4 separate regions of the Rattus norvegicus genome follow, and regions 1, 2 and 3 are each linked to region 4. Evidence: chromatin contacts called from public Hi-C data. All regions are on one chromosome and are shown on one strand. Each heading gives the region's core, a stretch centred on a gene start, on an enhancer-like site or on the middle of the called end of the contact. The rest is flanking DNA. Distances are from core to core; before and after follow the strand shown.

Region 1 (3,357 bases), core at 40-2,539, 160 kb after region 4:
GCTCCATTTTTAATTGTGTAATTAAGTTGCTGACATAAGCAAGTATGCAATTTCACATTAAGGTAAGGATCCGTAAAGGCATGCATTTGCATAATTTAATTTTCTGCACAGAAGATATTGAAAATCAATAGGATGATTCAGAGCCAAACCAGAGCAGTACCATGCTGCTTGCTTGGCTGTCGGAGCTCTGGAGAGGACAGAGTATTAAAATTGATTGAGTTTGGCGTGCTGACTCTGTAGCTGTACTTGGGAACCACAGATTGTTACCGTTTGCAAACCTCTGTTCCTTCGATAAAATATTTAGTTGCCATATATATATACATATACATATATATATATAGTGTGTGTGTGTATTGACTGCTATTCGAATAGTTTTAAAAATACGTTTAAAAATCACCTTCTCTTTGAATGATTGGAGGGCTTTAAATCATTTTCTTTTAGGTGCCATCGATACACAATTCCACGGTTATCTGGGGGTGGGCTAGGGAATCCTACATAGCAGATGGACACAATCAAAAGGAAAAGGAATATAGTTGGGAAGGGTGTGGTGCCTGGTGATAGAGTGCTTTGCTCCCCTGGTCATTTGGAGTTGCTTCCCCAAAGGCCAGCCTGTTGTGTTTTCAAGCCCGTCTGTCCTGCTGTGTTTTAGTGTTTGTGCTTTCCGGTATTAGCAGTGGTGTAACTCAGGGGAGGCAGAGGGTGACCTTTGGCTGCACCCCCTCCTCAAACCGAAGAACATCGAACAAAAATCTAAGACATTTAAAATTATCATTTGGGTCCTGCTTCCAAACAGTTCGATGTGAATTTCAAGGCACAGAATCCAGGAAAGTTTATGTCATTTATTTGTGAATTCTATTTTTTTAAAAAAAAAATTCACCCCATTGTTGATAATCATACTTCTTTTCTCACAAGAGGCCGTTTATAGATACATAAATTGATGATCAGAAGTTGAAGCGACTGTTTAAAGCAGTGGTTCTCAACCTTCCTAATGCTGCTACCCTGTAATCCAGTTCTTCATGGTGTGGTGAACCCTGACTATAAAGTTGTTTTCATTGCTACTGCATGACTATAATTTTGCTGCCGTTGTGAATTGTAATGTAGATATCTGATATGTAGAATATCGGATGGATGACTTCTGATTTAAAGTATACCGTCAATTGTCATCGCACGGCCATTTACTTAAATGACAGGCGACAGTTTTGTCTTCTAATCAGTTCATCGCAACTCTCCACCTCTACAGGTTCAGATCAGGCTGGCTTCTAGTTGACTCTGGCCTGTGGGCTTAATGCTATCCCAAGAATCGATTTCTATGGTTTGTCTCCTGGCTCGACTCCAGGTTCTGTTGTCATTCTAGCTTCTGCTGATCCCATACTTGATCCCCACCTAACCCTTTGTTTTGGGGATCATAGCCCAGTATCTTCAGGGGCTTATGTCTAGCACGCCCACAAGCAAAGAAGACTGATTGCCTGATACCCTTGCGTTTGATTTCATCACAGAGGTTTTCTGGATGCCGTGGCTCGGGGATTCAACGGCTTAAGGAAAGAAAGGGCCAGCCCACGTGCGGGCCGAGGTAGAGGTGCCTGGGTAGCCGTTCAATCCATGATAGATCGATTGATAGATAGAATGGATTATGGTTGCTATTGAAATGGTGACCGTGCGTGGAGCAAATCCCTGTTCTGATGGTGCTGAGGGAGATCCTCTCTAGAGCAGTTCAAATTTAGATTTAGTAGAGTTGACTGGAGCAGAAGAAAATAAAAACCAGGCTATGAGCCAACACCCAGACCAAGTCCTGAGAATCCATCCTCTAGGGAGCTCAGACGTCATTCCCAGAGAAAGGAGGGAAAGATCTAGAAATCAACTGGGCACGGGCCAGAGAATGTAGCTCATGTCAGTAGAGAACTTGCCCACAATGCACAGGGTTTATTTGTCCTTACCTAATAAGCTGGGTGTGTTGAAGTTCATGTTTGTGATCCCAAACTGGGACATGGCATCAAGGACACCAAAGTTCGAGGCCACCCTGGGCTACACGAGAGCTCTTCTTTCAACAAATACAGACAAAACCATCTTAGTGGGCTAGAGCAGAGGCAGTACGCCGATTTGTTACGTTCGAAACAGTTAACGTCCTGCAGGTTCTCCCACATCAAGCAGGAGCTTAGTTAAGAGTAAGTCCCCGAATCATTTGGACTGTTGGGCTTGGGACTGAGTTAGGCTCTCTGCTCGCCCATGTCCTGGGACCTTTGGAAATATCCTCTGCTGCTCCTATTTTACACACGGGGAAATGGAGGTGACCCCGCAAACCCCAACGGAACTGTCACTGCTCACGCTGCTATACTCTGTCCAAAGAGGAATGGCTTTGGGGCATTGTGGGAAACACAGTAGACAGATACACATTAAAATATTTATCATATGCACAAAAAAAGAACTGAATGTTTAGTGTGGTTTAGGGGAGGGAAGCATGAGTGATGCTTTCCTTTGATGTAGGTACTCACTGGTGTTCCTAGTGCCTCATCTACAGACGGATGGATGGTGGGTGGCCACATTTTCCTTGCACATAACAGTGAGCAACGTCTTAGATTTTTTTTTACCTTGTCATTCGGGACTACTAAACACGTAGAAGGGATAGCAGGTTTTTCCATTTGCATTTGGAGTTTCTCGTGTTCACATTTCCTCTAAGGGCTCATCTGTGTTCCAGCCCCGGTTGCAAGTCTTAAGGTCGTCTTTGCAGTTGAAGTGTTTTTCTTTTTCTTTTTTTTCATTGACCGACACACTCTCATCACAGCTAATGCCCTGGCGCCCTCGATGCTGGCTAATCAGAAGAGAAAATATATGGTAGTTCCCATTGCTCTTCTCATTTCAAAGCCAACATACGTTTCTCCTAACCGTTTTATTTTCTTCCTGAAAGCAGACTTGATTTTGTTTGGGTGCGTTTGAATATTAATGTAGGTGTGCGGTCGGGTATTGTTTTGGGATCTGGGCACCTGCGATATTTGTCTCCTTATGCATCTGTGCGTTCAGGTGTAGGCTCATCTCCGGAGGAAATTTGCATCAGATAGAGAGGAGAGGAGGGACGGGCTTTGAATGCAGGAGTGGGCAGATGGAGACTCTCCATAGCAGTAGAGCAGCATCCTTTGGCTTTTGTTGGGTGGATTGGATTCCTTTCGAGTTTTCAGAAGTGGGCGGCCATAATGCAGTGTTTCCGCTGAAGCACTGGTAGTGGAGGGTTTTGTCCTTCTTTGTCCTCAGGACCACAGGGAATATTTGTGGGCCTAAAGGTGTGGAAGATGGTTGTCACCCCAAGGAGGCTCCAGTGCGGGTGACTGCTTCTGGGGCAAAAGAGCCTGGTTTTGGTGCATCTGT
Region 2 (3,602 bases), core at 277-2,776, 220 kb after region 4:
TAAAGTGTACGCGCAATGCGTTACTTTCTAATTTCTGACACCACTTGTAAATCGGAGGATGAGGAGAAATTCGTCTGTCTGAGACTGTTAAGATGGGGCTTCCGCTGAGAATCCCTGGGCTGAGCAGCCGGAATGTTTAACGTTACCTCCAGCTCAGAAGCAGACCGAGTTTAGTTGACACTTTTTGTCACACTTCCAATGTGCTATAATGGGCCTTGGGGACATGGTATATGGTTGCCATGGACAGCATGAAAGCTTGGATTTAACCCTAAGAAACCACATCTTGTTTTTGACCTCCGTCTCCGTCTGCTTTCATCTTACCAGATTTTTTTTTTTAAAGCGTGTTGACTTCTATGTGATAAATCTCGTTCAGTTCTGACTCCACCGAACTGGATTTTATAATTGTACATCTTTTTATTTATCTGTTTATTCATGGCTTCACGTCGTTGACCTGTTAGAAGTCTGCCTGGAGATAAAATAATATACACGTGTATATCTGTGTGTAGCTCTATAAACACTTTCGACTCCAGGCAGAAGTGTTGTCCTGTGTGACTGTCAGTCTTCTCCAAATGACGCTTCCCTTTTCAGACTTTGAACTGTTTTGAAACTGTTCGTAGCGTTCTTTATGACCTGAGCCCTTTCTTTTCTTCCATCCCCCAGGGAAGCTCAGAGTGACTGTGCAAGATGAGGCCTGAGCTCCCACATCTGGATCAACAAAGGCTTCCGGGCCCCAGCATCCAGGGCTCCTAGGGCTGCAGCTAACGCCTGTTTATCAGATTATTGAAGGGCAGGCTGCTTGCCTCAGAATGTGCTCCCTGCAGTTGTGGAATCCTATCCAGGCAGAGTCCTGATAGCCTTATACAAACGGGGCAGTCTGCAGACGCCAAGAGTCTCAAAATGTCCAGCGTGGCTTCCCTTGGATCAGGCTCCGAGTAGATGTAATCAAATTCTGAGGCAGCCTCGTACTCACAGGCCACGGCTTTGCACAGTGGGGATTTTTATCTCGTGGAAGTTACAAGTATATTCTACTCGGTTGGTTTCCAGAGACAGAGGCCAGGGAGACAGGGAGGCTGGGGGAGGTGGGGCACATTGTCATTGCTGGTCACTAGGGTCTTGTTTTCTGGTGCATGGAGAAATGACTATAGGGACAGCAAAGCTTCATGTGCCGGGTAAGGTCAGTGTCATAGAGGTCTGTGGCTACTGTCACAAGGAGGTGACATGTTTAGGCCCTTTCTGATCCTTACACATCCTAGACATGTACTGGGACTTGATAAGGCTGGGACTCCAGAGTTGCCTAAGCAGCCTGGCCTGTGAACCCCCCACCCCTCATGGCTCCACACACATCGGGGACCCATTACTACCCACGTCTCCAGTGCTAAAATTACAAGCACATGCTGCCGTGCCCAGCTTTTTTATTTACATGGATTCTGAGTTCCAAACTCCCATCCGTACGTTGGCACAGCCAGCCATTTATAGACCAAGCTGTCTTCCCGGCCCCTACCTGCTAATTCTTATGCAGGTGGTCACTTTGTTCAGTTTGGAAATCCTAAGTAGGTTAGCAACCTCATCAGAACGTTCTCAGACAGGAATCAATTTGACTGAGACATTTAAATTCCATAATGTGATATTGGGACAGATTGAATTATATAGGACATACCATCTTTGTTACAAAACATAAAGGTTTCAAGTTGAGCCTAAAGTCTTTGGAACGTATAGTTCCTTGGGCACAGATTCCCTGGCCTAGATAATATTGAATCACAGCCCTCTTTTTTCCAGCTCTCCCACATAGAAGTTGGCAAGGGATCCCCAGTGAAGGTTATTCTTAAAACCAATGCCATTCACGTCTGCCAGTGAAAAAGGCTTTAAAACTTGGGTTCACTCCTAATGGTGCCTCTGACTCCAAGTGCTTTCAAGTGTAGACTCTCTGTGTCCTGGTGGGTGGAAACTGAGGGTGTAGGACCCTTTACAAATATCTTTTTTCATATGTATCTTTATTCCTGGACATGCTGCCTTCACATCTGTTTTTCCTAACTCTTACTCCTGACCTTAAACAGTGACTTTACTTTCCCACACTTTACGTGTTTGTCTGCAGAACAGGGAACAGAGAATCCACAGAAATTTCCGTAGGAAGAAAGAATGGAAGGGTACAGGGTCAGCTCGCCTTCTGCCTATGTGAAGTCACCATGGTCTCACTTTTTGTCCCAAGGGTAGTAGGAAGTTCCAGAAGGACTGTGCAGTGATGTCACCACACAGTGCCAACATTAAGTAATTGCATTTCCTCCTCAGTAGACCTGACTGCCATGGCGTTTGGCCGTACCATCGGGAAGGCACCCCATTCCATGAACTGGCTTTCTGTGCTGAGCCTACGTGATGGGGCCAGCAAACAGACCACGGAAAGTGATGAGATGGGGTGAGCCATGCTCCTCAGAGTGAGATTTGAATTAATTTGATTTCTGGTCCTGTTAAATTCTGGGAAATGGATGTAAGGACGTTGGCTATGAAGAACTAGCCATAGGAAGTAAACGCATAATAGTTATTTATGTGTTGGTGGATAGAAACATGTAGATTAGAATTATAAGAGCATTAAGTAATGAACCCTTGTGTCAGCGTGTATTAATTGTATGAAATAGTGAGTTGCATTATATTTTCTCTAGTGTATCACAGAGTGAGGTCATAGTCACCCGTCATTTCATCTTCTAGTCCCAGCTTTTCCTCCATCTACTTTTGTGTCTTTCTTCCTGTCTTTTTTACCCCCCGTTTTCGGTAGACTGTGTGCTAGTGGTGACACCACACTAGATGAATTCACTAAGCCACTCACACAGAGATGGCCCTGTGGTTAGAGGCACATAGTGGGCTTACCGAGGACTCACGTTTAATTTCTATCACGCACGTTGGGTAGCTCACAACTGGAGCTCCAGAGGGATCTGATGCCTCTGTCCTTTACAGGTACGCACGCTCTCGAGTGTGTGTACCCACAGGTGTGGATGCACACGCGCACATACCCCAAAGAATTCTAGGTCACATGAGAAAAACATATCACTCTTTTTCTGAGTCTTACTCACTCCCCCTTGCACAGTCATTTCTAGTTCTACCCTTTGTTTGCTTCTTCGTAGCAAAATCAGAGTGCAGCATCTTCCGCCTTTTGTCCCTTCATCTGTGGATGAAGGCTGATTCCACAGCTTCAGCATTGTTGAATGAACACGAGTGTGTGAATGTGTAGGATGCTAACTTGGGTTCCTTGGGATATGTACTTACGATGTAACTCAGGCACATGATAGTTTTTGAGGCCTCCATATTGATTTTCCTAGTGGCAGTGTCTATTCACCTGGGCTTGCTGGCTTTGTGCGTTGGGCTAAATGACATTCCTATCTATAGTACAAAAGCGTTCTTCTCCACCCACATTTTTTTTTTGGGAGCTGGGGACCAAACCCAGGGCCTTGAGCTTGCTAGGCAAGCCCTCTACCACTGAGCTAAATCCCCAACCCCACCACCCACATTCTTAGTAGCTAGCGTTTGCCACCTGTTTGCTTGATGGTAGCCATTCTGGCAGGTGACGGGCAGTCACCATGTAGCTTAGATTTACATTTCTCTACTGGCTAAGG
Region 3 (3,526 bases), core at 282-2,781, 260 kb after region 4:
TAGGACAGGAAACCACAATTGCGCCTAAATTTGCACAAGATGGAAATAGATAACATTCTTTAGCAACCATGGCCAGCCACACTTAGTGCCTTTGGGTTCTCAGGGTGACTGATGGTTTGTGTAATGCTTTTCATACCTGGGCAATTCACAGGAACCACTGGCCCAGGGGATTTCATAAATTCCGAGGGCTTGTTTTAGAAATTAGAAGTACAGGGGAAATGGTGAGAGTGGAGGAAAGAGATGCTCTATGATTCAGGCTTTGGGGAGGTGTTCATGGGAAAATGGGTTGCAAGCGAAGAACGGTAGTGCAGTGCAGGCCGATGCAAGGCGTGTGCTGTGGACCCGAGTCTGGGTTCTGCCTGTAACATTGCAGAGCATATGATAAACTTAATATCAGTGAGGATGTAAGTAACATCACAAAGTGGCTGCTTTCTGACATTCCCCTCTACCGAGGTGAGAATCCAAAACTGATCCTAGGAGAAATTCTAGGCACACATCCACGGGAAGGATGCAAGGCCTGGGATTGCTAACTAGTTCGCCCAGATTGTATGCCCGAAGCCACTTTCCCTAAGCCATTGAGACTTTGATTTTAGGTCTATTTCTGCCGACTTCTCCAAGCTGAGTTGCTTAAAGCAAACCTGATACTTGGATTTTCATGACTAATCGGTTAATTTCCACTCATGTATGTGGCAGACGCAGGCTTGTTTATGTTTGTTCGTGCATGCGAGTGTGCACATGTGGAGGCCAGAGATCGAGTCCAAGTGTCTTCCTTCATTCTTCTCTACCTTAATTTTGGGGATTTCAGGGTCTCTCACTGAGCCTGGTGCCCATCAGCTTGGTTAAGTTGCCTGGCCAACTTCTTGGTTTAAAACAACAGGGCCTGTCTCCTGCTCTGTCTATCTGGGTGGTTTGTCTCTTTGCTGAGAGTCGCTTAGACCTTTTGATGATGATGTTAGTTGTGATACTTTGCTGAAGGTTTGCTCCCCCCCCCCCCTCGTGGCTGTGCATGTCATATTTAAACCTGACAGAAAGGAAAGCCTCAGGTAATCTTAGGGATCATTTTTTTTTGCAAAGCATATCTTTGTATGAAACCTGATAACACCGAGAGGCAGGACTCAGTCTTTGTGCCCCCATGCCATGCCATCTGTTTAAGAGTCTGTGCACCCATCAGTTATATGACAGGTTACTTCTCAGTGTGCTCCAGAGCCTGCCACCCTCTTCTGCTCACCTGTGTCAGGATGCCCTGGCAACTGGCCACCTCCCATATGGTGGTAAGATGGAGTCCATGGACAATACAAGCATCCCTCACCGTCAGCCAGCTGGACATGCCAAGAAGATGGTCTAGGTTGGTTAGAGGAGAGGAAGGAAGCTGGCCAGCCTCTTGGAAAGCTGAGGACTCCAGCTCAGACAGCATTTACACAGCTTTTATCGTTGTCTTTAAAAGTTTCCTGAGGGCCGGGAAAGCTGGCTCTGGGATTAGTAGTTCATACTGCTATTGCACAAGACCTGAGTTTGGGTCCCAGCACCCACGTGGTCAGCTAATAATTGCCAATAACACCAGTTCCAAGGGACCTGGCTCCTCTGGCCTCCGTAAGCACCTGCCTTTAAGTGTTCCTTTCCTACCCCCTACCACTACATACATGCATAATTGAAAAATAAAATAAATCCCTTTTGGTTTTAAAAGGGGGGAGGGATTCTTTGCAAAAAGAGTAACTCAGTCTCTTCACTGCCGTGGGCTGGGAGTGAGTAGTGAATAGTTCACTTAAAAAACAAGAACAAAAAAACCAATACTATTTGGGGAAAATGTGAAGGCAAAATATCTAACTGCTTTAGAAAGAGGCACGGATACAAATGTCGAGAGGCCAGAAAATACCCAGCATGCACCATCGCCCTCGTAATAAACTGGCCGGCAGAGGCAGACCAGAAAACACCCAGCATGCACTACCCATGTTATTAACTGTCTGGCAGAGGCAGAGGTTGCTTGATCAATATGAACTTGTTCACGCTTTCAGATCTGGGATTGTTTTTACTCACGTAGAAGGAGACACAGTTTATATCCAGGGATCAAAGTAAGATCCTCCATGTTACCACTCAAAGTGCAGTCAAAGTTTAAAATTCCTGCAGTCCGGCAACAGGAAACGTGGGATCATTAAACCGTGTTGGCTGGGTTTGTTGTTTATTCCGACTAATCTGACTGGGTGCCTGGTGTGGCTGGGAGTGTGCTAGGTGGCACCATTTGAAAGCATAAAGTTAGAGGACGCAGTTTGAAAAGTAGTGCTGAGATATTGTCACTTTAAAATCAAATTTTCTAGTGTTTTATTATTGTAATTTGCAGATATTCAAGAGTTGAGGCAATTAACATCAGTGCTTTGTCGATTGATTGACTGTGGACAACTGATTGACGAATGATTGATGATTGATTGATTTTTAAAAAAATTTTTTTTAGGCACTAATGATTTCATGTAGCCCAAATTGGTGTTGAACTTCTTATTCCCATGCCTCTACCTCCCAAGCGCTAGGGTCTGCCACACCAGTGGTTTTCAAACCAGTGTATGCTGAGGTTGTTGGCTATGTAGCACTGTGTTTCTAATAGGCTGTTGGCAGTTCCCCGACATGTGCATGAGTCACATTGCAGATGGATCCTCCCGTCCATGGGGTGGAGGGCCTTAGACGATTGTAGCCCCAGCTGTCACCTTATGTGCACCTGAGTTGCAGGCCTTCCCTCGCATAGACTCGGCCAGTAAGTACTATGACTGATATCTCTTAATGGCAAAAGTTTCCTGAGTTCTAGAGGATTTTGCCTCACACCCAGCCTGTGATAGTTTCTAATTCTAGAGCTAGGAGAGTCCTTTTGTAAATTACAGTGAGGAGGTAACTCTGTCCTGCGGCTTCTCTCCACAAGGCTGATCTATTCTGAAGTGAGTTGTTTCAACTCTAAGAATAGGTATGTGGCACAGGTGAGGTTATAGGGGATAAGATGCTTGTGACTAAAGCACAGAAGGCTGTGCGGTGAAGGCTGTCTATTAAAATCACCCTGTGCCTGGCAGGACCTGGGGACAGCATGCTATTCCTTAATCCCAGCACTATGGAGGCAGAGGCAAGTGGGTCTCCGTGAGTTTGAGAACAGGCTGACCTATGTACATAGTAATTTTCAGGATAGCCAAATTTTCAGGCTATGCAGAAAGACCCCGTCTTTTAAAAAAAAATTAAGAATTTCCTTCAAAGTGCCGTGTCCATGTTCCTTGCATAATGAAGTATCTGACCTTATAGGAACATTAACTGGCTGCAACTAGAGACCCTCCATCTAGAAAAGTCTGCATGGGAGCACTGTCAACATCTGAATGCAGATCAGTAGGAATGTGTCTTGTTGTTTTGCAGAACCCTGCTCATATAGAGCTTACATTGTACATGCACATCCAATTTACAAGTCACCTGGTAAAGGAAATGAAGCAAAAAGTTAACCTTGGGTGGGAACATACCTTTGTGGTAGAGCTCATGTAGTGTGTGAGGCCTTGGGTTCAGTTCC
Region 4 (3,205 bases), core at 83-2,582:
GTTTAGGGAAAGCGGGTGTGGGACTGGGGCTGGATTTTGCTAGCCTGGGATCAACCCCCGATCCCTTGCCTCATCTCCCAGCAGTAAACTCTGTCAATGGAAGCTCGGAAAGGAGGAAGAAAAAAAAATCAAATCTAATGAAACCTGAGTGCAAAGGCCGCTGGGCTTTGTCTCTTAGTCCCGGAATGCAGCAGGAGAGGGACGCCGGAGGTACACCCCGCCGAGGCACCGTCAAGGTGGTGAGGCCACACGGAAGTCCCCAGTCCATGAAAAAGATAGCTGCTGGTCCCGCCTCTCTCCCAATTTCAACCGGGCCACCCTTTCCCCTTCCCCAAGTCCGGGATTCATGAACCAGGCCAGGGATCTCTCCGAATCCAAGCAAAACGCTTCGCCTTTAAGAACTCAAAAATGGAGCAAAGCCACGCAGACCGAACAAGGCTGAGGTTCTCTTCTCTGTCCTAGACGGAGCCTGGGTTACCAGCTCCTCTAAACGTACACCCATAGCCCTAGGCACGCCTGGAGAGGAGAGTAGTGCAAGTCCTTGGAAGTGGGAGCCCTGCGCGGCCGCTTTAAGAGAGTGCAACGCGCGCCCCCGCCGGCGGCAGCTCGGGGATGCGCATCACCGCGCGCCCGTGCTCGCGCGCCCCCGCCGCCGCGCGCCCCCAGATCGCTCGCTCGCTCGCCCGCTCGCCGGCTTTAAAGTCTCTGCCAGGATCCATGCTCACATGTTACTTCCTGTATGGAGGCATGGCCAGTTTCCAGCCCCGCGCTCTCGGTTCCTCCCCAGCCTGCGCCGGAGCCACAACTTTCGGGAGCATGGACTGAAGGCGCCCTCGCCCCGGCGCCCCTCTGAGATCCTTTGTGTTTCCCTGCTCTCCACTGGCCGTTTCTGTTCTGGGGGGCTCTGCGCTCCGCCCCGCCGCTTCCCTCCCTTTCCCCGCTCGCAGACATGCCTCCTTCCTTGCCGGGGCCCTGGAAGGAGCTGCCCGCCTGAAGCCCGGAGCCGCCGCGCCGCACACAGCCCCTCCGTCGCCCGCCGGTTCTTGGGCTGCGCTGCGCTGCCGACTCAACTTGGGGCTCTTCCGCTCCTAGCCGCCGCCACCCGCGGTCCCTGCCTGCTCCCGGCCCCGGGCAGTGCCGCCGTGCGCCTCCTCTTCGCCCTGCCCTATCGGCTGGATCGTCTCTGAGCGAAGAGGAGCCCTTCTCCTCCGAGAGGATCGTCCCTAGCGTAGCTTTGCATTCCCGGTCACTTTTTGAGGTTTTTCCGGGAGCTCTGGCAGCTTCCCGGATTCCTGCGGGACCAGTCGCCGAGTGTGTGTTGGGGGCCGTGTGGCGGGCGAGCCGAGAAAGCCTCCAGGCTTAGCGGAGCCTCGCTCGGAAGCAAGAACTTATTCAACAAGTTTACCCCCCCTGCCTTTCTCTTTTCGATGTGCGTTTTCGGACATGCGGAGGTTACTGGAACCGTGTTGGTGGATTTTGTTCCTGAAAATCACCAGTTCTGTGCTCCATTATGTGGTGTGCTTCCCGGGTAAGTGCGGGCCGCCGATGGGACGCGGCTCCAGCCCGCGCGCGGGGTATGCGGAGTTGTCGCCGGGGCGCGGAGCTTGGGCGCCAGTCTAGGGACCGCGGAGAGGGTGAAGGGGGGCCGGGCTACGGAGGAGGAAAGAGAGCTCTGCTTCATTGGCTCCGGCAATGTTCTAGGAGGCTGATGGTCTGAGAGGGCAGAAGCAGTGGCGGGCTGGAAAGGAGGATCGGGGACTCAGATGTGCTCTGACTGTGGCTTGGGAAGCTTGAAGCATCTGGAGTCGGGGAGGGCGGAAGGGGGGAGGCGACTTGCTTTGCTGATACAGAGCTGATCCGGAGGGCTAGAGTTGCAGGATGTCTGGGGAGATTGGCTGTGGGAAGGATGCTCTGTTGGTTTGAGTAATCTGGGGGTGCTCCCGTTGCTTCTGCGGGGATAGAAGGAGCTCATAACCGTGGCTCACTTTGCATCCCTCCGACCCTTTGTAGGGGGGAAGGAGATGTTTGGGGATGGAAGGCGGAGGCTGGCTGCAGAGCAGTTAGGATGTGGGGAGCAGCCGGCGTGGCGTTCTAGTCGCCGGGGCCGCCTCGTTTGAAACAGCCTTGCTCCGGGCTGAGGTGCAGGCTACGCCTCAGTGCAAACGGGAGGCAGCCCCCAGGACGCGAGGGGCCTGGGAGACTCGGGAGGGCAGGGAGCAGGGAGTTTTTGGCTAGATCCCTGACTCACTGGGCTCGAGGCCCCTTTCTGTATCACTCTTCTGGGCTGGGCTGCCTGGGTCCAAGTGCAGAGCGCGGGTCGACAGCTGGGTAGCTTCTGGCGTCCGGGCAGATTTTTTTTTTTCTGTCTGGCGCGCCCTCCCTCCCTTCATCTTTGCCCTTTTGCAGGCTGAGTGTGCATGCCAGACCCAGACCCAGACCCGCTCATTTTCTAGCCAGGTTAAGGCTGGAACAATATTGGCCACTCGACAATCCTAAATCATTGCACGTAGCGGTGTGCAGCTCGGCCACCCTCCACTTCCAGCCTTCAGCCCACACCCTCCCCACTTCGTGAGGGCATAGGCCAGCCGCCTTCCTCTTCTCTTGCAGAGTCGGAGGGTTGCAGCTCAAGCCTCGCTTAAGCTGTCCAGCTCCTTCTCAGTGGGTGAAGGCCACGTCCTCTCTCCTGGCTCAGGGAAAGAGGTGGGAGAGGGCGCGATTTGCTTTTCTTTCCTCGATCTCCTAAGGACAGGACACCCGGTTTTTCTGCTTTCTCATCTGCCTGTTCTGGAATATTGGAGGCGGCGGTTATTCTAATCAAGAAAAAAAGAAACGTGCCACACTGTTTCCGTTTTCCTTGGTTAATAGCTTGTGTTCTGGCAACCAGAGCGCAGAGTTTTGGTGCAGCGGGTACCCCCAACCCTGTCGTGTACCCAGGAGCCAAGCTCGAGGACCCTCACTGTTCCCGGGGATCCTCTCTAAGGGGACTGGCAGCGAGTGATTCCCTCTTTGAAGGTTTGAGGGTGGTTGTGAGCGACAGAGGGCAAAACACTGCGGTTTTTCGGCTCCTTTTCCTCGGTGCATCCTCCTGTCTCTGGTGCTGTCAACAGAGCTCGGCGAGGGTGCGCGTGCCTACTCACTAGGAGGCCTGGGGTTTACCCACTAGGGTCCTGTCTCTATGGAAGTAGACGCTGAGGAGCACATCCTC

The links. Hi-C and Micro-C count contacts between places; a contact is called where the count stands out from the background.
Region 1: a Hi-C map of liver shows a contact between it and region 4, with 3 times the contacts expected there. The contact joins the enhancer-like site here to the promoter of Ptprg in region 4. A contact is called at or near these places in 5 of 12 Hi-C or Micro-C datasets (Schwann cells, kidney, liver and 1 more) and 1 of 1 datasets of contacts at active chromatin or transcription factors (oligodendrocytes).
Region 2: a Hi-C map of kidney shows a contact between it and region 4, with 2.0 times the contacts expected there. The contact joins the enhancer-like site here to the promoter of Ptprg in region 4. A contact is called at or near these places in 1 of 12 Hi-C or Micro-C datasets (kidney) and 1 of 1 datasets of contacts at active chromatin or transcription factors (oligodendrocytes).
Region 3: a contact with region 4 is called in a Hi-C map of liver, with 4 times the contacts expected there. The contact joins the enhancer-like site here to the promoter of Ptprg in region 4. A contact is called at or near these places in 8 of 12 Hi-C or Micro-C datasets (the Rat2 cell line, frontal cortex, kidney and 4 more) and 1 of 1 datasets of contacts at active chromatin or transcription factors (oligodendrocytes).

What each region holds. Positions count from the first base shown.
Region 1 is chr15:15,819,598-15,822,954 of GRCr8, reverse strand. The region is part of intron 1 of Ptprg (protein tyrosine phosphatase, receptor type, G); the gene reads left to right. Among named protein-coding and RNA genes, the nearest start is that of Ptprg, 160 kb to the left of the region's middle. Within about 2 kb of position 1,289, at least 3 of the 93 cell types and tissues checked have an H3K27ac peak or open chromatin away from gene starts, as enhancers often do. A contact at or near this core is called in liver, where this site is marked.
Region 2 is chr15:15,764,400-15,768,001 of GRCr8, reverse strand. All of the region lies in intron 2 of Ptprg (protein tyrosine phosphatase, receptor type, G), which reads left to right. Among named protein-coding and RNA genes, the nearest start is that of Ptprg, 220 kb to the left of the region's middle. Within about 2 kb of position 1,526, at least 32 of the 93 cell types and tissues checked have an H3K27ac peak or open chromatin away from gene starts, as enhancers often do. A contact at or near this core is called in kidney, where this site is marked.
Region 3 is chr15:15,724,681-15,728,206 of GRCr8, reverse strand. All of the region lies in intron 2 of Ptprg (protein tyrosine phosphatase, receptor type, G), which reads left to right. Among named protein-coding and RNA genes, the nearest start is that of Ptprg, 260 kb to the left of the region's middle. Within about 2 kb of position 1,531, at least 14 of the 93 cell types and tissues checked have an H3K27ac peak or open chromatin away from gene starts, as enhancers often do. A contact at or near this core is called in liver, where this site is marked.
Region 4 is chr15:15,980,708-15,983,912 of GRCr8, reverse strand. It overlaps Ptprg (protein tyrosine phosphatase, receptor type, G), which reads left to right and starts at 1,332. Exons shown (of 30, transcript NM_134356.2): 1 at 1,332-1,528. The coding sequence starts at 1,444.